Regions from separate parts of the Mus musculus genome. Here all the other regions are linked to region 1. A link is a contact called in public HiChIP or PLAC-seq data. All regions are on one chromosome and are shown on one strand. The core of a region is the stretch at or near the end of the contact, and the rest is flanking DNA. Distances in the headings are between cores, read along the strand shown.

Region 1 (2,887 bases), core at 153-2,652:
TCTTTGGGGTCCATTCTTTGGTCTACTACCAACACTAAAGAAATAAACTTGGATGGGCTTTCCCACTCTGGATAAACATCCTGCCCATGTGGGAACTCTGCCTCAGTCTCCCTCTCTGTAAGTTAGAGAGAGAATGACACCCCTGCTCTGCCATTTATATCTATAAATAAAGTAGTTGTGGATTATTAAATAAAGGTTGTTGAATACGAAATGGTTATTATACTATGGATTGACATAAATTACGCCTGCATTATTCAATGGAGCCACTGCTATCGTTGAGTTCCGTAGGGGAGAGATTAGGGGAGCATCTATTAGATTCTGTAGTTAAATCGCACTAAATGGTTCTTAATAGCAATTGACTTTGCCTTCATTAGCATAGAGCAAGAGAACTCCCCCTTTAAAACACCATATACCCGGGGCCTCCTCCTGTCTTTGGAGTAATTGAAACGAAATAGAGATCCAGTAGCAACAACAGTGAGAGAGAAAGGAGAAATGCTTGCTGTGGTTTTCTGCGTTTGGTCTGCTGCAGTTAGGAAGAGGTTTGCCGCCTGTACTTAGCTTTTTCTCCCCAGGCTTGTGCTTGAGTGTCTGGCTTTTGAATGAGTATCTGGTGAAAGAAGGTGGGGAACTTGGACAGACAGGAAGGCTGAGAACTGGAGGACCCATTTGTTGGTCTGTCTTTACACTTGATGGAGCAGGGTAGAATATCAGGCATATCACAGGACCATTTTGCTCTTTGAATTCAGTCAATGTCCTTTAAAGTGGTCAAGAAGTCTGGTTCTTATTAGAGAGTGTTTTAGGAGGGTGAGACTTTAGCTCTCCCTGTTCAGGTGACCCACAGGTGCAAAAAGATTCCTGGGGAAGTTTGAGACCATGAAGCACCTTCTCTGAGACCTTGGCCTGTCAATGGCCAGAGGGGTCAGCTCTGCCTAAGCCAGATCCTAGACCTCCCAGAGTCTGAATATACCACAGTCAACCTTCCAACTCCACTCAAAGAGCCAGAGAGGGAAACAATCGGTATCTCATGGTAATGTCTTGAAATGGGTTTATAAAGGGTTCAGCCCTCAAAGGACCTGTGTCCAAGAAGGATTATTTTGCCACTAAACTGTCCCAGGTGGGAGCATCAAGAACAACTCCAGGCCTTGGGGCTTGGGGAATTAAAGGAGAGGGACAAACTCTGAAAATGATTATAATCCCATTATGCACAGCTTCTCCTATTTATTTCTTCATATGGATGAATTTGTATATATTTGCATTTTGTTCTATCTGATAATATGCATAGAATTCAAATTGAAATGACTTGAATAGATTTGAATATTAATGAGGCGTTTAAAGGCTGCCATCCCTGGCAGAGTCCCCAACAAGGGAATGTGCCAGGCAGAAGCTCAGATCTGTCCTCCAGCATGCCAACAGAAGCCTGCAGGCACAGGCTGGGAAACACCCTGAGGATAGACTGCCCCTGGGGTAGAGCTGAAGGGTGCCCCAGTGCTCCGGGCCTGGACTCTTTCTACACTGAAGGGGCCATTGAGCTTGTGAGCCTTGAGGCCTTAGACATTCAGACACAGGTTAAATAGCACTGTAAAAGGCAAGCTATTTTCCAGACATGCTTAACTGATCTTCCCTCAGGGAGTCAGGTGGTAGGGAACAGGTTCTTTTCAGAGAACCTTTCTTCAGTGCCCCTAAAGGTGCTAGGCCTCTTCTTCTTACATCTAGAACACACATGATTCTTTTTTGTTATCTTCCAACTAAAAACAGCCATTAGACTGCATGCCCAATGTGGGTCTGAAGGCTACAGAACTCTGCTAAGAAGTCAGCCTATGTGTGTGCTCTTTCACAGCAGCATGTTAGCACTATTCAAGGGCCTGCTTTAGCCAAGGGCTGAACTTTAAGAATAAAAAGAGAGAATGTCTTGTAAAACTAAAGCGACCATTATAATTCAACTGGTTATTTTCTTTTTAAGTTTAAAAAAAAAAAAGGGTAATAGGTCATTCCAAGATGTGGGTCTGTGATATGAAGCTTTAAACATTAAAGTCTGCATCAAAAATTTTAGGCCATAGATAGGTAGGTAGGTAGGTAGGTAGGTAGATAGATAGATAGATAGATAGATAGATAGATAGATAGATAGATAGATAGATAGATAGATGTGTGTGTGTGTGTGTGTGTGTGTGTGTGTGTGAAGACATTGTTTATAGTAGCATTTTCTTAATTAAGGTTTCTATTGCTATGAAGAGATACCATGTTCACAAGTAACTCTTATAAAGGAAAACATTTAATTGGGAGCTGGTTTAGAGTTTCAGTGGTTTAGTCCATTATCATTATGGTGAAAAACATGATGGCCATGCAGGCAGACATGGTGCTGGAGAAGGAGCTGAGAATTCCACATCTTGATCTGCAGGCAGGAAAAGGAGACTGTGAACCACACTGGGCATAGCTTGAGCATATAAGACTTTAAAGCCTGTCCCAACAATGACCCACTTCCTCCAACAAGGGCACACCTACTCCAACAAAGCCACAACTCCTAATGTGCCATACTCTCTATGGGTCTATGAGGGGCCATTTTATTCAAACCACTACAACCAGGTAGTTATTTAAATAGTATTAATGTTAGCCTATAGAGAGCTAAATATACTACATTCATTTCTAAAAATTATAACTTCTTGGCGATCCTTAAGTTGTCCTTCTTTTATCCAAATTGGCTCTTGTCTAGTCCCAAGTTCACTTTCTTAACACCACTCTGATAGCAAATTTTAAGAGTAACAACAAATATGTACCTGTAGGCCATTCTATTTTCTGCTCTATGATGCTCTCTTGTGTACACCTTGATGGCTTCATTGTAGTATTCGGAAAAGCAAACTCATGATTTGTTTTCCCATTGTCTGAATTCTGT
Region 2 (2,887 bases), core at 113-2,612, 480 kb after region 1:
GGATGCCTCCGGGCATAAGCCTTGAGTTCCTGGGGTCTCGTTATCAGCCCAAAGAGAGGAGTTGTATGGCAGCCAAAGGATCCAAAGTTCAGGACACCAAGTAGGCATGGGGAGAACAGAAGGATCAAGGGCTGTGGGATGGGAGAGGGCAAAAAGAAACATTGGCTAACCATTATATAGGGCTGTCACTGAGAGAACACAAAGAAAATTCTGAAGCTCTTTTGATGGTTGACTCCAGCTGCCCTTCTCCAGCTCTAGTCAACACTGGGACTCATGGTACAGCCCAGGCTGCTCCCCAATCCTTCCCCAGAGCTGCCAGGGCAGGAGCTGGGTGGACCCCTGAAAGAGGACGTATAGACTGTCAACAGTCAAACATCTCTGAGCTTAGCCTGCAGCCTCTCTCCAGCCTGTGAATCAGGCAAATTGGGGTTGCTGCCTCTTCTCTGCTAAGAAGCCTCAGGCTCCAAGGAGGCAGGCTACGAACCACTTCGAACATTAAGCCTCCTTAGCTCCAGCATCCTTCTCTCTAGAGCTTAGAGGTTCCTCCACAGTTGTCTATCCAGACCAAGGAAGAACTTTGCCCACCACTCCCCCAAATGTACCCTGAATGAGCACACACACACACACACACACACACACACACACACACACACACGGCAGGGAGGGAAGGAGGGAGAGAGAGAGAAACTATAAAAATATGGACCTCATAAAACAATGTCTGTGCTTCCTCCCAAGAGGATCTTTCACTACTTATTCAACAAATGTATATAGATGTCCCTGTGAGTTGGGTACTGACCTAGGCACAGCAATGCCACCAGGACCATGGCAGATAAGACCTTTCCTGTTCTTTGCCGTTCGTCGATGAAGAAGACAAAATGAGAACTGCAACAGAAAGCCATGGGGGTGTTACACAGGGTGACCAGAGCAAGCCCCTCTGGGGAGACGATGGCACCCTTATTGACCCTTATGCAGAGGGGCTGATGGGCCAGGGCCTGGGGACAAAGAAAGATGGGTGGACTGGTGTCTCATGGATACTAGGGATCATGGGTGAAAGTGTTTGTGGGCAACTCTAAGTGCAAGTCATGTTTCAAGTACAGTGTGGGAGCCCCAGAGGATTTGAGGTAGAACAGGGACAGGACGAATTCAAGTTTTGCATAAATGTCTCCATTATAGGATGGAGAATTCACTGCTGGTCAGTTAAAGATCAGCCCTGTCAAAGCCTAACTTCTGTGAGTTCCCCCCATGCTGGCTGAAAGCAAGAAGATGGCCTGGCTGGCTTCCCATCCTTCCTGCTGCCACACAAAGCCTTCTGTGTGGCTGTTGCTGACTCACAAGGCAGTTGTGCCCAGATGGCTGTCTGTGGAGCCAGCCATCTGGGTTGACATGGTATCTGAGGAATTCCTGGAAACCCAACCAGGAAACCACTTGGGTGACCAATGGGATGAAACATCCTCACTGTTACCCCAAGACAATGAATCTGGGCTGCTCTGGGGGCAGGGCTGAGTGGGGAAGGGGGTTGACCAAGCTGGTAAACCAAAACCAATGACTTAAATGAGCTTGACTCTATACAGTTGTCAAGCACAAAAGCAGTGAGCTGACAGCAGCCCAGAATGGGACAACAGTCCTCCAACCCTAGCCCTAGGCAGCCTTCTATCCAACTCATGTTGCAAGGGAAGAAACCTTGACCACAAGCTCCAGCTCCAAGTTCAAGGTCATCTCAGGGATAACTATAAGGTCCTATGGTGCTTCTAGATACAGAATCTTGTTGAATGGGGTGAGGGTGGGTGTCAGAGGGGAGGCTAGCTTAATATATCAACAAGTAGAAGCTTTACCTGCCTGGATGTGCCTTCCAAATCCTCTTTTCCTTCTTTGCTTCCTCCCTGATAACCTTGGGCTAGCCTTTTTCTCTTGGGCCTCAGTTTCTTTGTGTCCATGTAGAGTGGACTGTGTAATATCTCCCCATCCTATCCCTCCAAAGAGATGCCCTTGTTCTTTGTAGCAGAGCTCAGAGAGGGTTTTCAGGGGCTCCCCACCCACAGAGGGTGAGCGATAGATGCCTTACACTGCCCACTGTAGGGCAGGTGCCAGAGGAAAGACACTTCAGAAGAAGAGACCGAGCCTAGATGCTACCCAAACCCAGGGTGACAGAAAGGTCAACTACAAAGAGGCACCACCTCTATGATGAGGACCTGAATGGGAGTTTCTGCTCCCCTCTGTTCAAGGGGCCAGTTGGGTCAGGTATGTATGTTCACTCTGGTTGGCCCTGTGTGAAGCAGGCTCAAAACCAGAGACTGCCTGGGCTCCACTCGGGTCTTCCCCGGGTCTTCCCCAGGCCTCGGTCCCCCAACAGTTAATGCAAATTTAGTTCCTGACTGACAACAGGAGCAACACCAAAACAGTCAACTATTTTTATCTCCCGATTAATCACAAAAAGGCTAACGCTTCCACCTTCCTTGTGATTAAAAATTAGGAGACCAAACTCTATAGTGGTTCAGGATAATAACCAATCCTGTGAGGGGATGCATGAATAATGCATCTCCAGGCCTGGGCTTCTCTGAGACTTCCTCCCCTCCCCACATGGTCCTAGCAATGGGCCCCATCTGAATGGAGAGGTAATGAGTAGCCCCCTACACACACACACACACACACACACACACACACACACACACACACACACACACATCTCCCATCTGAGCTACAGCTGCCAAGTACGAGTGTTGATTTCTATTCAGCGGATGGCCCCCCAAACATCCTCCCTCCTCACCCACTCCACCCCACCCACTGCACCCCCCACCCCTCCCACCCCCATCTGGTGTGCAGCGAGGCGAAGGCCAATCAATAATGCATGGCTACATGAATAACCAGCATGATAACCACTTATTTGGGA
Region 3 (2,887 bases), core at 167-2,666, 440 kb after region 1:
AGGGGAACAGGGTAACAGTTGAAGAAAAATAAATTGACTCAACTATCTTACTGATCTGGTTGGATGAGACCCTGCCTACTCTCTTCCAAAGAAAGACAGACACCTCTACTCTACCTTTCTGCCATTTGTACTTTTTTCACTGTGTGTGTGTATGTGTGTGTGTGTGTGTGTGTGTGTGTGTGTGTGTGTGTGTTATGTGTATGTATGCATGTGGCTTTTATTGATGTTAAGAGACACCATAGTCATAGCAACTCTTACAAAGTAAAGCTTTTAACTGGGGCTGGCTTACAGTTTCAGAGGTTTAGTCCATTATCATCATGGTGGGAAGCATGACAGCATGAAGGTAGACATGATGCTGGCAAAGAGCTGAGAGTTCTACATCTGGATCTTCAGGCAGCGTGAAGAGAGTGACACTGAGCCTGGCTTGAGCATTTGAAACCTCAAAGCCTGTCCACAGTGACACACTTCCTCCAGTAAAACCATATCTACTCTAGCAAGGCCATACCCCCTAATAGTGCTACTGTCTACTGAGCCTAGGGAGGGATTTTCATTCAAACCACCTTTATAGAACAGGCTAGAGGTCAATGTTGGCTGTCTTCTTCAGTCTTTACCTAATTTTTGAGACATGTTCTCTCACTGAACCTGGAGCTTACCAGTTGGCCAGACTGACTGGCTGGCAGACTGACTGACTGACTGACTGACTGACTGACTGACTGACTGATAATAAGCCCCAGGGATCTACTGATCTCTGTTCCTTGGCCCCAGCACCACCACACCCAACTTTTTGGGTGCTAAGGATCAGAACATGAATCCTCACACTTACAGTGAGCCATCTCCTTCACTCTGACATCATTTGTATTTAAATTAGCATGTATAGGATAGGGTGACATGGTAGCCAATACCTGTAATTTTAGCACTTGGGAAGGTCAGTGCAAAACTGACATAAGTTCAAAGCCAGCTTACATAGATTATCCTGTTGAAATCTTCACCTGTGAGACCCCCACTTTGCTGATAAGGAAGCTGAGATCCAACAGAGCTAAAGCTTCCAGAACATGGAAGAGATAAGCGGGAGTTTGGACCTACACACCGTGACTAGTACCTAGATGCCCTGAATCTTTGCCTCCTTTGAGACTACAAAGCAAGGGTACCATAGACAGAGCTACAGATTCCTCCGAAGCTGCGCTCCTGTGTGTGTTTTCCACAGAAGCTGCCAGTCCTGGAGATAGCATCGAAGCTCCCTGCCTAATTAGGCAAATACAAACAAACCCATCACTGATGTTTTCCACAGCTCATGAGAGTGAAATCCTGCTGCTGATAGCTTGTAAGACAACAACAACAAAAAACTCCACAGTTCCATCCAAGATGCCTGCAGGGGACAGACCTAATTGCAGAACAGCAGGATGGGAGCTGGGCTGGAGGGCAGGGTGGACAGCTGCACAGAGGCCAGCAGCAGTTGGCAACCCTGCTTCGCTTGCTTGGGCTTGTCCCTTTGCCCATCAGAAGGCAGGCAAGTAAGTGGGAGATGGGTAGGCAGTGTCCTCCTTGGATGCATCTGATCCTTGGCATCATTTTTGGTTGGCCCAGCTTAGCTGTGGTGAGCAAGGTCCTTTAGTGTCATGATGAGAACAGTATGGTCTCAGGTGTAGAAGAGCTCACAGATCATGCTGCCAAGCCTTTTGAAAGACCATGGATCCCCACATCAGTGACCAAGGACAGGCACTGATGCGTCCTGGTACAGTCAGCCACCCTGTCCTGTCTCTCATCCACCCTTAGCTTATCCAGAATGGGCTCTGAAGAGAGAAAGCAACCAGGACAGAGCCAAAAGAAGGAGCCCATGCATAATCCCATAGCGCAAAGGCTATGGGGAGAGCAGAACTCAGGTGAGGGCGTAGATGGATAACATCCTGATAGGACAAATGAAGAGGCTTAGAGCCCAAGACCGCAGAGAGAGCAAGGGGCCGCCTATGGCCAGGGCTGCGGTCAGTGTTTGCATTCAGCCTCCTGGCCGCAGCAGCTGCTGAATGATTCATCGCCTTCAAACTTTTACTTATCTATTATTCATCACCAGTGTATATGCACTGAGGCCCCAAATTCCTAAGTGTCCTGAGTGCCTCCTAAGTGCTTAATCAGGCCCTGGGGCCTGGGGGTGGGAGTCAGGAATGCCCAGAAATGGGCAGGTATGGTGCCTTGTGCCCAGCTTTCCAAGATGTCCTGTACTCTTAGATTCCTGGAACAAAGCTCCTCTCCTGAAGTCACTCTTGACCCCTTCCAAGTAAACAAATCCCTAGTCCCTTTTCCTTCTGTTTTTCTCTTGCTTTCTCTTTTCTTTGTGAATCTTGGACTCTCTCTCCCTCCCTCCCTCCTCTCTGTCTCTCTCTCCTTACACCCTGTCCTCCCTGTCCTCATCCCCACTCTGCATTGCAAACACCACTGAATATGGATAGCATTTTCCTAGAGCCAATACCCATAGCCATGCCTGCCTGCTCAGCATGTCCTATGCTTTGTCTCTAACACTGACTTCCCACATTTTCCTTAGGCCTTAGAACCACCAGTGCAAACACACACACACACACACACACAGACACACACACACACACACACACACAAGTTAAAAAAGAAAGAGGGGGGAGGGAGAGGGAGAGGGGGAGGGAGAGGGAGAGAGAGAGAGAGAGAGGGAGGGAGGGAGGGAGGGAGGGAGGGAGGGAGGAAGGAAGGAAGGAAGGAAGGAAGGAAGGAAGGAAGGAAGGAAGGAAGGAAGGAAGAAAGGAAGGAAGGAAGGAAGGGGATTTTTTTTTAAAAAAAGGAAAGAAACAAAAGACTGGGGTTGTTGGGGGTGAATGGCCCTGAGAATTAGGGAAGGAACCAGTAAGGAAGCTACTCTGAGGAA

Evidence for each region. HiChIP or PLAC-seq counts read pairs in DNA pulled down with a chosen protein or histone mark.
Region 2: an H3K27ac HiChIP or PLAC-seq map of oligodendrocyte precursor cells shows a contact between it and region 1, with 7 times the contacts expected there. The contact joins two enhancer-like sites. A contact is called at or near these places in 1 of 39 promoter capture datasets (hippocampal neurons), 2 of 15 datasets of contacts at CTCF or cohesin (both in the NIH/3T3 cell line), 4 of 484 Hi-C or Micro-C datasets (cardiomyocytes, cochlea, olfactory sensory neurons and 1 more), 12 of 115 datasets of contacts at active chromatin or transcription factors (VIP interneurons, embryonic basal ganglia, embryonic forebrain and 7 more) and 1 of 9 other capture datasets (embryonic stem cells).
Region 3: a contact with region 1 is called in an H3K27ac HiChIP or PLAC-seq map of VIP interneurons, with 3 times the contacts expected there. The contact joins two enhancer-like sites. A contact is called at or near these places in 4 of 39 promoter capture datasets (embryonic stem cells, hippocampal neurons and liver), 3 of 15 datasets of contacts at CTCF or cohesin (embryonic stem cells, pro-B cells and stem cell-derived epiblast-like cells), 30 of 484 Hi-C or Micro-C datasets (the AML12 cell line, the C2C12 cell line, the HL-1 cell line and 12 more) and 10 of 115 datasets of contacts at active chromatin or transcription factors (the NIH/3T3 cell line, VIP interneurons, astrocytes and 7 more).

Annotation. Positions count from the first base shown.
Region 1 is chr9:34,505,964-34,508,850 of GRCm38.p6, forward strand. All of the region lies in intron 1 of Kirrel3 (kirre like nephrin family adhesion molecule 3), which reads left to right. Among named protein-coding and RNA genes, the nearest start is that of Kirrel3, 19 kb to the left of the region's middle. Within about 2 kb of position 1,403, at least 12 of the 459 cell types and tissues checked have an H3K27ac peak or open chromatin away from gene starts, as enhancers often do. A contact at or near this core is called in VIP interneurons and oligodendrocyte precursor cells, where this site is marked.
Region 2 is chr9:34,985,014-34,987,900 of GRCm38.p6, forward strand. The region is part of intron 4 of Kirrel3 (kirre like nephrin family adhesion molecule 3); the gene reads left to right. It overlaps Kirrel3os (a long non-coding RNA gene), which reads right to left. Exons shown (of 16, transcript XR_003948304.1): 4 at 797-882; 5 at 1-131. Among named protein-coding and RNA genes, the nearest start is that of Kirrel3os, 21 kb to the right of the region's middle. Within about 2 kb of position 1,363, at least 61 of the 459 cell types and tissues checked have an H3K27ac peak or open chromatin away from gene starts, as enhancers often do. A contact at or near this core is called in oligodendrocyte precursor cells, where this site is marked.
Region 3 is chr9:34,941,180-34,944,066 of GRCm38.p6, forward strand. All of the region lies in intron 3 of Kirrel3 (kirre like nephrin family adhesion molecule 3), which reads left to right. All of the region lies in intron 9 of Kirrel3os (a long non-coding RNA gene), which reads right to left. Among named protein-coding and RNA genes, the nearest start is that of Kirrel3os, 65 kb to the right of the region's middle. Within about 2 kb of position 1,417, at least 21 of the 459 cell types and tissues checked have an H3K27ac peak or open chromatin away from gene starts, as enhancers often do. A contact at or near this core is called in VIP interneurons, where this site is marked.